Regions from separate parts of the Sus scrofa genome. Here region 1 is linked to region 2. Evidence: chromatin contacts called from public promoter capture Hi-C data. All regions are on one chromosome and are shown on one strand. The core of a region is the stretch at or near the end of the contact, and the rest is flanking DNA. Distances in the headings are between cores, read along the strand shown.

Region 1 (5,364 bases), core at 999-3,498, 200 kb before region 2:
GGGGTCCAATCGGAGCTATAGCCACCAGCCTACATCACAGCCACAGCAACACCATATCCCACCTACACCACAGCTCATGGCAATGTTGGATCCTTAACTTAGCGAGTGAGGCCAGGGACTGGACCTGCGTCCTCGTGGATGCTAGTCCGAGTCGCTTCTGCTGAGCCACGATGGGAACTCCCAAGTTCCACATTTTATCTTAAAGACCCCCACAGATTTCGCATTCTGATTCTTACGTGGTTGTATTTGCGTGCATTTGTATGGTGCTTGCAGGGCAGACACCTGAGGATCTAGACAGACGCCCTGGCCCCTGTGTCTCGCCCACCTCCTCTGCATTTGAGAAGCCTGGGCAGGTCGTAGCAATGGTTCTGCTGTGAGGATGTAGTGGCATGTATTTTAACGTCAGCGTAACAGGGAATCACCTTGTGGCGTGTTCCCCATCCCTCGTTCACAGCCCACCCCTGTTAGAGAGCGCCTGCTGGGTGCCAGGCGCGGGGGCCAGCACAGCGACCCCTGGGGCCCCCGCCAGCCTTCCACAAGCTTACATGCTGGCGGGGGAGGTAGGCACTAAACGCACAGGCGGGCTGTGACAGGAGCTGTGAAAGAGAAGGAGAGTAGGCTAAGAAAGCCTGCAGCAGGGCAGAGGGTCAGGGCCCTAGAACGTTCCAACAGACTCTCGGGAGTCTGCCTCCCAAGGAAGAACGCTTCCTTCTTAAGTGAGGAATTGGTCAGTAAGTCCGCGTTTGAACTCCCACCTCTGTCGCCTTGGTCCCTGGAAGGAGGACACAGCCCGTTTTCCACGTTCTGGGTGTAGGCTCGGTACGCACTTCTGTACTGGGGACCCGACGGGTGTTTGGCAACTTGTGGGCCATGAGGGGCTGGAGGGCGCGCCCGCGGCCTTGGACGGACCATGTGTGGGGGGGGCATGGACAGAGGGACGTTAGTGCTGCCGCTTCTCTCTTCTCCTGCCTGGCGAGTGTGTATACTCTGCGCAACCTGTCCAGGAGTCAGTTAGCAGGTGACACCTGCTTTACAAGTCGCAGCCTCGGTCCCCACAGAGCCCCCTCCACTTTCTCCCGGCCTCCAGCTCCCAGCAGGAGAGCAGACGCAGCGTTTCGAGCTGGAGGTGGTGTGCGGGGAGTTGTCCCCCGCGTCTTGAGCAGAGCGCCTGGGCTCTGACTTTATCTGACGCGGTGCAGGGAGCTTCCCCAACGCCAGCAACTGCTTTCATCCTCCCCCGCCCTTCCGAATTTCTTCCACACCCCTGGCCACTCCTTTTTTCCTCTTGGAGGCCTCAGCCCAGCAAACAGGCAGATGCCAGAAGGGTGTAAGGTTATGGGGGGGGGATTTCCATTAATAATAAGAACAAGAACAACCTTTCTCACGATGGCACAGCACTTAACAGTTTACCAAATACATCCACACCGATCTCGCTGGGGTTTGCACAGCTGGGGAGTTAGGGCCCTGGGGTCTGATTCCCAGCCTCTGACCCTGCCCCCACGTCCTGCCCACTGTGGCGTCTTTACCTAAGCACAGCTCCCCATGAGGGCCCCGTCTCGGTCCCTGTCAGTTGCAGTTGCAACGAGCCCTCACCGTGTCTGCGAGACTTTATCAAACCGCATTTCCTGAAACAAAGTCCAAACAAGAAGGGGTCTCAGGGTCCGACCTTGTCACCAGCCCAGAGAAAGAGGGGGCTGGGCTTACACAGCCGGCCGGGAAGAGCGCGGGGCTCAGACACCAGGCGCGCGTCCCCGTCGCGGAGCCGCGTCCCGCAGCGCCCCTCGGTCCCCGAGGCCGTGGGGGCTCCTCAGGTTGGGGCGCGCTCGCTCGCTGGGGAGTGTGACTTGTCGGCGCGCTTCACCCTTGGGGGGATGGGGTGGGAGGAGCTCCGGCCGCCGGAATCCTGTGGATTCCTGCCCGAAGCTAAGCCTCTGCGCGAGTCCCTCCCGAGCAGAGCCCTAGCTGCCCCGGCGGCGCGAGAGCCCCGAACGAACGCACAGCGGCCGCCCCCGCCGCCCCCCGCGATCGCTCCTCGCCCGCCCGGGCCCACCGCCCGCCGCCCCTCCGCCTCTCCGGCCTCAGGTCGCCCGCTTCTCCCCTCCCCGCTCCGCAGCAACAAGTGCGGCCGCCGCGCGTCCTCTTACCCCGGCCTCGGTCCATGGCGCCCGCCGATGGCGCGGAGCAGGGCGCGGAGCAGGGCGCGGCGGCTCCGGCGGGGCCGCGGCCGCCTCGGACGCGGTGCGCTGTCGTCTGGCCCCGCGGGAGTGCGCTCCGCGCGTCCCTCCCCCGACAGGATGCTCGCGCGGCGCCCCCGCCCCTGCAGCCGCTCCCGGCTCCCGGAATAGCCCCAGAGCCCGCCTCTGCCCCCGGGTGGCCGGCGGTGGCCCTCGGCCGGCCACACGTGTCCGCGCCCCGCCCTGCCTTGCTCAGGCCCTCGGCCCCGCCGCAAGGGCGCAGAGGACCCAGCCCAGGTTCACACGCTCAGTGCTCGAGCCCGCGCGTCCCGTCCCTCTCCCAGACCACGGCGGCGGTGTGCAGCTTGGCTTGCACGGCAGTAGTGACGAGAGGCTGACTACCGCGCCGCCCAGCCCGCTCCAAAGTTTTCAGATTGTCCAGACTGTTAGAAACGGTTTTTCTCCAGCGGAATCAAAATCTCTTTCCATGCTGCTGCCACCCGTTTCCTGGCTGTGGGTTTATCTTCTCGATTCCACATGTCTTTCTGGAGCGCCTTCTCGTGCCAGACACACTGTGCTGGTTCAGTGTCCATGATGTGGAGAAGGGAAGTAGTAACGATAACAATAATAAAGATATTTGGGGAGTTCCCGTCGTGGCGCAGTGGAAACGAATTCCACTGGGAACCATGAGATTGCAGGTTCGATCCCTGGCCTTGCTCCGTGGGTTAAGGATCCGGCGTTGCCATGAGCTGTGATGTAGGTCACAGACCCGGCTCGGATCTGGCGTGGCTGTGGGCTGTGCTGTAGGCCGGCAGCTGTAGCTCCGATTCGACCCCTAGCCTGGAAACCTCCATATGCCACGGGTGTGGCCCTAGAAGGACAAAAGACAACAAAACAAAAACAAAAGATCTTTGAAAATCACCTAGAAAAAAGGAGAAAAAGAGGACTGCTAAAAGGTTGGCCATGGTCTGGGATGCATCCAAATTCTGAGGTTCCCTGGGTACTAAAAACGTGAAGAATGCCAACACGGAGTGATAAAATGACGGAAGTGAACACTTTTTTAGCGTATAAATGCAGTGCCATCGCAGAAGTGCTCTTCCCAGAATAATTACAGGATGTAGGCAAAATGTTGCTGTGGCCAGTGTGGCCAGGAGTGGGATTTCAGTTTAAAGTTGTATGAAGAAAGCCAACATCTTTCACCCTGTTAGTTGCTCGCTGTGGAAGCAGGTCTCAGGCCCTTACAGACAGTAGGAAAGGTCTAAATGTAAGAGCCGCCACCGAGTGCAGGCCAGGTGCATTCTCCTTCTAGACTCTCTTCCTCCCCAAGAAGGCCAGGTCCCAGTCTGCAGCGCTGGCCGGGCCCCTCCTGTGCCCCGAACGTCTGGCAGTGGGACCACGTGGTGCAAAGGCAGAGAGACAGGAAGGGCCTGGGTAGAGCATCCTGCCTCCTCTCGGACCAGGAGTAGTTCCTCCAATAGCTTGGATTAGGCAGGTTGAGAGTGACCCCGGCTTTGCCAGATTGCACAGGGAGTTTGTTGAGCATGTCTGTGTGTGAGCCCAGAGGAAAAACGGTGTCATGAAAAAACGGTGGGATTGGAGTCTGAAAACTTGTGTGTGAGCTCTTGCTCTCCTGCTTACGAAGTGTATAATTTTACGCCTGTGAGGTTTGCTTGCTCATCTGTGCTGTGGGAAACCTCATCCTGACCCCACAAGGCTCTTGGGAGGGCAAATAAAAAGATGGTTCAAACCCACTTTGTGAACCAAAAATAGCTCTAAACATGGGAGCCATTATTATTTTCCAAGTTCCTCTTTGTTCCTGCCCACTTTTCCAATTTGGAAAGGTCAGTTTAAATTCTAAAGCAGACAACCCACAATTTACAAGCGGATCCACTTCCAAAAGTTCACGGTTTGAATTCTGAAGCACTTGGAAACAAGGCCATAAATTGTAGTCAAGTTCTGAGGCCGGCCCATTAGTGCTTTAAAAGACCTAATATTCCCTTTGAAATAGCGTTTTAAGATAAATGGTGCGTAAGTACTGCAAGAGCAGATGGAGGTTTCGGTCGGTTTTTAGGACTTTCAGAAGCTTGGAAAGTCTTTGGAGGTTTCTCAGAGAGTCGGAACATAAAATCAGAGGAGCTAAGGGAAATGCGTATGTACTACGGAGTAACTGATGGAATGGAATCAACTGCGCTGTGGTCCGGGAGAGACGTAAAACCGTGGAACGCAGTCTTCGCTCGGTTCCAAGGTTGACAGCAGGAAGTTGCGGCGAAGGCGCCCAGGTGCTCTGGTTTAATCACCACCCACAACGTCCACAAGGTGGCACTGTTGACTACAGTTACCGCGGCTGGGTTGCCGTTGGGCACCCGAACGCGATGATTGGGGCGGCCGTTTGGGGGTCTGGAGAAAGGAATAACCGTATTTTTCCTGCACTTCCCCTTTGATTAAGTCTGTCGTCCCCGTAAGAACGACACCCACTTTTCGTCAGTTCTCGTAGGAGCGTGTTGGTTGCACCCTGTGCCCATTCCCGCTGGGGACCGCATGGTGAGTCGGAATGATCTCCAGCCTCAAGGAATTCAGCATCCAGGAGAGGAGACAGATACGTACACAATAGTTCAATCGAGAGTTATTACATGAGGAGTTCCCACTGTGGCTCAGCGGGTTAGGAAACGCACATCGTGTCTGTGAGGATGGGTGTTCGATCCCTGGCCTCGCTCAGTGGGTGAAGCATCTGCTGTGGCTCGGATCCCGCGTGGCTGTGGCTGTGGCGTCGGCCGGCAGCTGCCGCTCCGATTCGGCCCCTGGCCGGGAAACTTCCATATGCCCCAAGTGCAGCCTTAAAAGAAAAAAAGATATTGCATGAAAAGTACCAGAGGAGAGATGACGTGCCCTTGGACGTCATTACCACCAAGAGGACTCTCTCCCTGACCCTGAGGGGGCGGGAGTGGGTGGCAGGCGTGTGGCTGGGCCTGCAGTGAGGCGCTGACACCACAGGCCGAGGCGTGTCTAGAGCCAAGACCTCGGGGTGGGCCCTGCGGCACGTGTCTGCGGGCACTTTGGCTTGGCGGCCTCCCTTGGGGGTCCTGGGACGAGGGAGGGTGGAGGCTGGGGTGGGGCGCCCGGCGCCTCCTCCCTCCGCACGTCCGCTCTCCGGGAAGGACTCGAGGCCGCTGCCCTGTATGTGCCGCTGCCT
Region 2 (5,288 bases), core at 2,124-4,623:
CTCTCCTTTCACTTCACCTTCTGTGTCTCTATCTCCTCACAGGGCGTTTTTAAAAGTAAGGCGGCCAGCATACGGGATTAGGCGCCTAACTTACTCCAGTACGACCCATCTTAACCTAAATAATCACGTATGCAGCAATCCTGTTTCCAAATAACGCCACATTCTGAGTCTCAATATATCAGTTTTGGGGGCCACGAGTCTACCCATGATTTCTCAGTTCTTCCCTTGAATTGTAGTATCCAAGTGTGTATCTTATTATCCTAACTAGAGTGTAAACTTCACAAGAAAAAAATTCAAATTTTCATCTGAAGTGGCAAACTGGCTGCCCTTGGCCTGTAGGGATATTTGTCAACCGCGAGCATGGGCCCCCAACGTGATGTGGAAGTTTTCCTGAATCAGTTCATGAATATTTATTTATTTTTGCTTTTTAGAGCCGCACCTGCAGCACATGGAAGTTCCCAGGTTAGGGGTCGAATTGGAGTTATAGCTGCCGGCCTACACCACAGCCACAGCAATGTGGGATCCAAGCCGCATCTGTGACCTACACCACAGCTCAAGGCAACACCAGATCCTTAACCCACGGAGCGAGGCCAGGGATTGAACCCATGTCCTTGTGGATACGTGTCAGATTCATTTCCACTGAGCCACCATGGGAATTCTCCGGTTGGTGAATATTTAAAAGTTTGGAAACTGTACCTAAGATTCTGGGGGTCTGGTTTCCACGACAAGTCAAATACCTGGTTTCACACCAGAGAAACAGTGCACTGTGTCCCTCATTGCCTGAAGCCCAGCGGGGCTTCTCTGCCTCTCCTTACACTGGAGAGTGTTCTCCTCATGCTGTATAAATGGAAATACATACACATACAGTATTGGATTTGTTTCCCTAAGAGAACTTAGAATAACATACATACATAGTCTTTTTTTTTTTTTTTTTTTTTTTTTTTTTTTTTTTTTTTGTCTTCTCTGCCTTTTCTAGGGCCGCTCCTGCGGCATATGGAGGTTCCCAGGCTAGGGGTCGAATCGGAGCTGTAGCCACCAACCTACACCAGAGCCACAGCAACGCGGGATCCGAGCCGAGTCTGCAACCTACACCACAGCTCACGGCAACGCCAGATCCTGAACCCACTGAGCGAGGCCATGGATGGAACCCGAAACCTCATGGTTCCTGGTGGGATTTGTTAACCACTGCGCCACGACGGGAACTCCCATACATAGTCTTAAATATGCTACTCATTCAGAACTCTAAGACTTTCTCACTGCCTCCACCGCTGTCACTCTGGCTCCAGCCACCCTCATCTCTCTCCCGGACGTTACAATTGCTGCGTACGTGGAGTTACAGCTGCAGCCTCTTTTCCAAGGAGCAGCCAGAGTGACCCTTTAAAACCATGAGTCAGTCACGTGACTCCCGAATTTCGTGTCCTCCACTGGCTCCCACCTCCCTCTGCGTAAAAGTGGCTTTTAGGTGGCCTTCCAAGTCCTACACAACTTGGCCCCTGCTTCACCGGCCTCGTTCTGCACACGGCCCTGTCCCCCGGACCCCAGCACCCTCGCTCCTCTTTACCGTGTCCCAGGCGAGTCCAGTCTTGGGGCCTCGGCACCCGCTGCCCTCTGCCGGGAAAGCTCTGCTCTTGCCAGTTCATCGGAACCACCCATAAGCAGAATAATACTGACTTCTTGCATCTTTATCTCCCATTTATTTCATATTTGCCAAAAATGTGTGTCTTACCCAACTGCCTCAGGGAGTCCTCTCTGAGAGATGGCCCGGGAATCCGTGCAGGTCCGATTTCCAACCGCTGTCGCCGCAGGCTCCGGCTCAGGGATGTCCTGCACCGATTCACGGAGAGGTGTTAAGTCTGGGCATCCGTCTCCGCGTGCAAGTCAGAGCAGCTTTTCTCTTCACTGAGTCTCAGGTGCCTCCCGACGTGCTGAGTAGCTGCCTTCTCAAGAAGCCTTGCTCGTTTATCTCAGGCCCAAGGAAACATCCTAATTCACAAAGCACCGCGCTCTGGTGACGGGAAAGGACGCGGGACACATCATGCGAAGCGCATACTTCAAGCAGACCTGTGCAGAGAAGGCAGCCTCCACGACGATTTTGTGACCAGAGAGACCTGTGCCCCTGTGCCCCCCCGCCCCCGGGCCTCGGTCAGCGGTCGGCCAGCTCCAGAGGGCTCAGGTCACGAGTCCTTCCTCACCGGAGCTGTGGAAAGAGCCTGCATATCAGAAAACGGAAGCTCCTGGGCTGTGGCATCAACTAGACGTGGCTCAACCCTGAATCTGAGGTTCACAAATGGTGGGGCCTCTGCACGTGTTTCCTCCCTTACCAGACAGAGAGGACGCGGCTGGTCTTACGGAGCTGTTACAGGACTGAAATGATGCCAAGTGTGATGAGTGCCTGGACCACCCGGGAGTCAAGCCAGACCTCAGGGACACAGGCGAGACCCTGTCACCTGGGGCTGAACGGTGGTAGATGCAGTGGACACTCGTGCTCCTCCGGGGGGACTGGCCCCCGGGCTGTCCTCCACGCTGTCACTCCAGCGCTCCTTCCAGAATGCAACCTCGGCCAGACTACCTCCTTCCTTCGCACGCCTGTGAGACGGACCCCAGCCCCGCCTCCCAGCAGCCCACCAGGCGGGCTGTCAGGACCCTGCTTTCTCGCGGCCCACTCGCCACTGACCTTTGCTCGGGGCATTAAAGCAACATTAGGTGCCTAGTGATCCTGGAGCGTGGCTGCTGGGTCAGTCAGGCCTCTAACTTCGCTGGCAGTCGGCAAGTGTTTTCCGTCTCCTTTAGGAGACGTGGGAAGCTTTCTGAAATTTAGTCACCCTGTCAAGAGCATCCTCTGCCCTCTCCTTACCCAGAGCGGAAGAGTTTGGTCTGGTGGGACCCACTTTTTCTAAGTATTTGTAACCTCAACCTTCCTGGTCCTCCATCCTCTCACCTGAAAGATGCTGGGCCCCCTCGGGAACTTCCCAGCTTCCTTCTGCCCACGACTGAGGGAGGCAGGGCTGGGGGCTGGCTCATCCAGGCTGCTGGGGGTGAGGGGAGACGCTGCGTGCACAGCTCCGCCTCCACCCCGAGAGCCAAGGGAGGTGGGGGGCCTCCCCGTGGGCCAAGCCGGCCACGGAGGGAGCAAGAACAGCAGCCTTGGATCTTGGGATGCTCTCTGGCCTCCTCACCACAGTCCCTCCCCTCCCCCCCAGGAACCAAACTGTGTATCTCACTCCCAGAATGTGAGGAATGTGCCACAGGCTGATAGGCATGATGCCATCTGCAGAGAGGCGGGTGGGCTCTGCTCCCTTCTGAGGCCTGGCAGTGCAAGGACTCCAGGGCCTGAGGGCCGGGCTGCCCCTCCCATCCTCCCTGGGCCTCCTGCTGCCGCCAAGACCATCAAAGGCTGCATTGTGCCTGAGTGGGACTCGGGCCTCATGTGCCAGGGAGGAGGCAGAGGAGGGACACCGCTGGGAGGCTGTCCCCTCCCAGTGCTCTTAGGCTGGTGTTCCCAGGGGCCTTGGCCCTGGGAGGATGGTGCACACATGGGTGGCTGCTTCTGCATCCCCGGGGAGCCGAGTCCGTCCTGGGGCCTAGGTGAGTTTCCTGGGGGGCCCTGGCCTGTGGCTTGGCTGAGGCCATGGGCCAGCGACGCTTTAGGGATCTGCTGGTTGAAGAAGCTGCTCTTCCAAAGATGGGAGGTGGCCGCGCTCTGGGGCTTTCTCTCCTCCCTGCCTCCTATAGCTGGTGTCGTTCTGGCTTCGTGAAAGGGGTCGAAGCCTGGGGAATCCCTACTTTCCCTGAAGAAAGAGGCTTTGAGCTGCTCTAGGAGGGGAGAGAATGCTGCTCTCGGCTGCCACTCCCAGGGGGTGACTAAGCCCTTCCTGCCTTTCTTCCCAAGATTCCCTGGTCAGGAAGGAAGCTCAGGCAGTGAATTCCTCTGAGGCCCAGGAGTGGTCATAAACTTGGCCTCAGTCACTCAGCCGTATTTTTGTCAGGATTACTGTTACTGGAGAAAAACAGGCAGTTTCCTGCCTCCTACCTGCCACAGTGTGATCTTTTGTTTTGTTTTAAATTTTAGTACGTCAGCGTGAGGTCAGAGTTGTTGCTCTCACAAAGTGTCAGGTCACCTGAGACTTAACATGAGGTGACCAACCCTGCTGATCTGCCCGGGACCCAGGGCTTTCCCAGGGCACCGGCAGGGCTCACACCGGGACAGGCGCAGGCAAGCAGGTTGCCGGTCACCTGCCCCTTGTCTTTTCAGAGCAAGACCCAGGTGAGGCCTGTGGCCGCCAGCATGCGGGCGGGCTCTGGGGGAGGAGGGGAGTGGAGGAGGGCTTGTTTGGGAGGCAGAAGACCCTTCGCAACGGGTCATCACTGCCAGCCTTGTTAGAATTTGGTGTCTTCCTTAGAGGGGGAGCCCAGGGGAACCCCAGCCTCTGCTAGATGGCTTCCCCTTATGAGGTCTTGTGACAGGGGCTCGACAACGTGGACGTCACCAGGCGTTTCCTAAAGGGACCTGAAGCAGCCACGTTTGCTTCCTCAGCTTGAAGTCCCAGCCTAGGCACCCTGGCACCTCCTGCAGAGAGAGGCTCCCAGACTAAAGCCCCCCTGGACTTAAAAATAAAAGTAAAAATACCCCCCAAATAACACCCTTGACCCAGAAGCCACGGACCTTCAGCTGGAAAATGTTTTGTTTCTCTTTCTAAGAGGCACACACTTCTGAGGCCCTCCCTGTGTATCTGTGTCACCGTGCCCACGGGAGCAGATGTACAGAGGCTGCGGAACCTTGAAGGATCACGCGTCTGTAAGGCAGGGACCCGGGTTCTAGATGTGACTCAGTCTACCTCCTGTCAGGCAGGCATCTTCGTGCTTAAACACCTGGCCTTTGAGATCAGAGCCTCTGGGTTCAATCTTGGTTCTTTGATTGGACTTGAGCACTGTATTTAACCTCTCTGTACTTCAGCTTCGTCACCTGTAGATTTGATACCGTTATGCCTTTCTCGTACGGTTGTGGTGGAGATTAAGTCTACATGTGAAACACTTAAAACAACCTGGCACACAATTAAGCACGATAAATAAGACGAGGCGCATTAATCATAGCTCTGTGACCACGGCACATCACACACTCAAGGCCTGCCGCTGCTCATCTAGAAAATGAGCGAGCTGCCAAATCAGCTTGTGGATGTATCTTAGGGAGCCCTGCCCCTGTTCCCTGACCCCCAGCTTCAGCTGGAGCAGCTCTGCTTCTGTTTGACACCCTGTGTTTGAGTCCACGATGTCTTGTAAAAGAATTCTAG

What was found. Promoter capture Hi-C pulls out the DNA fragments that hold promoters and counts their contacts.
Region 1: a promoter capture Hi-C map of liver shows a contact between it and region 2, with 4 times the contacts expected there. The contact joins the promoter of AFAP1L1 here to the promoter of SH3TC2 in region 2. A contact is called at or near these places in 1 of 5 promoter capture datasets (liver) and 1 of 2 datasets of contacts at active chromatin or transcription factors (skeletal muscle).

What each region holds. Positions count from the first base shown.
Region 1 is chr2:150,442,030-150,447,393 of Sscrofa11.1, reverse strand. It overlaps AFAP1L1 (actin filament associated protein 1 like 1), which reads right to left and starts at 2,248. Exons shown (of 21, transcript NM_001244817.1): 1 at 2,145-2,248. The coding sequence starts at 2,160. All of the region lies in intron 2 of LOC106509605 (a long non-coding RNA gene), which reads left to right.
Region 2 is chr2:150,245,832-150,251,119 of Sscrofa11.1, reverse strand. SH3TC2 (SH3 domain and tetratricopeptide repeat-containing protein 2) reads left to right here and starts at 3,373. Exons shown (of 17, transcript XM_021084981.1): 1 at 3,373-3,585. The coding sequence starts at 3,426.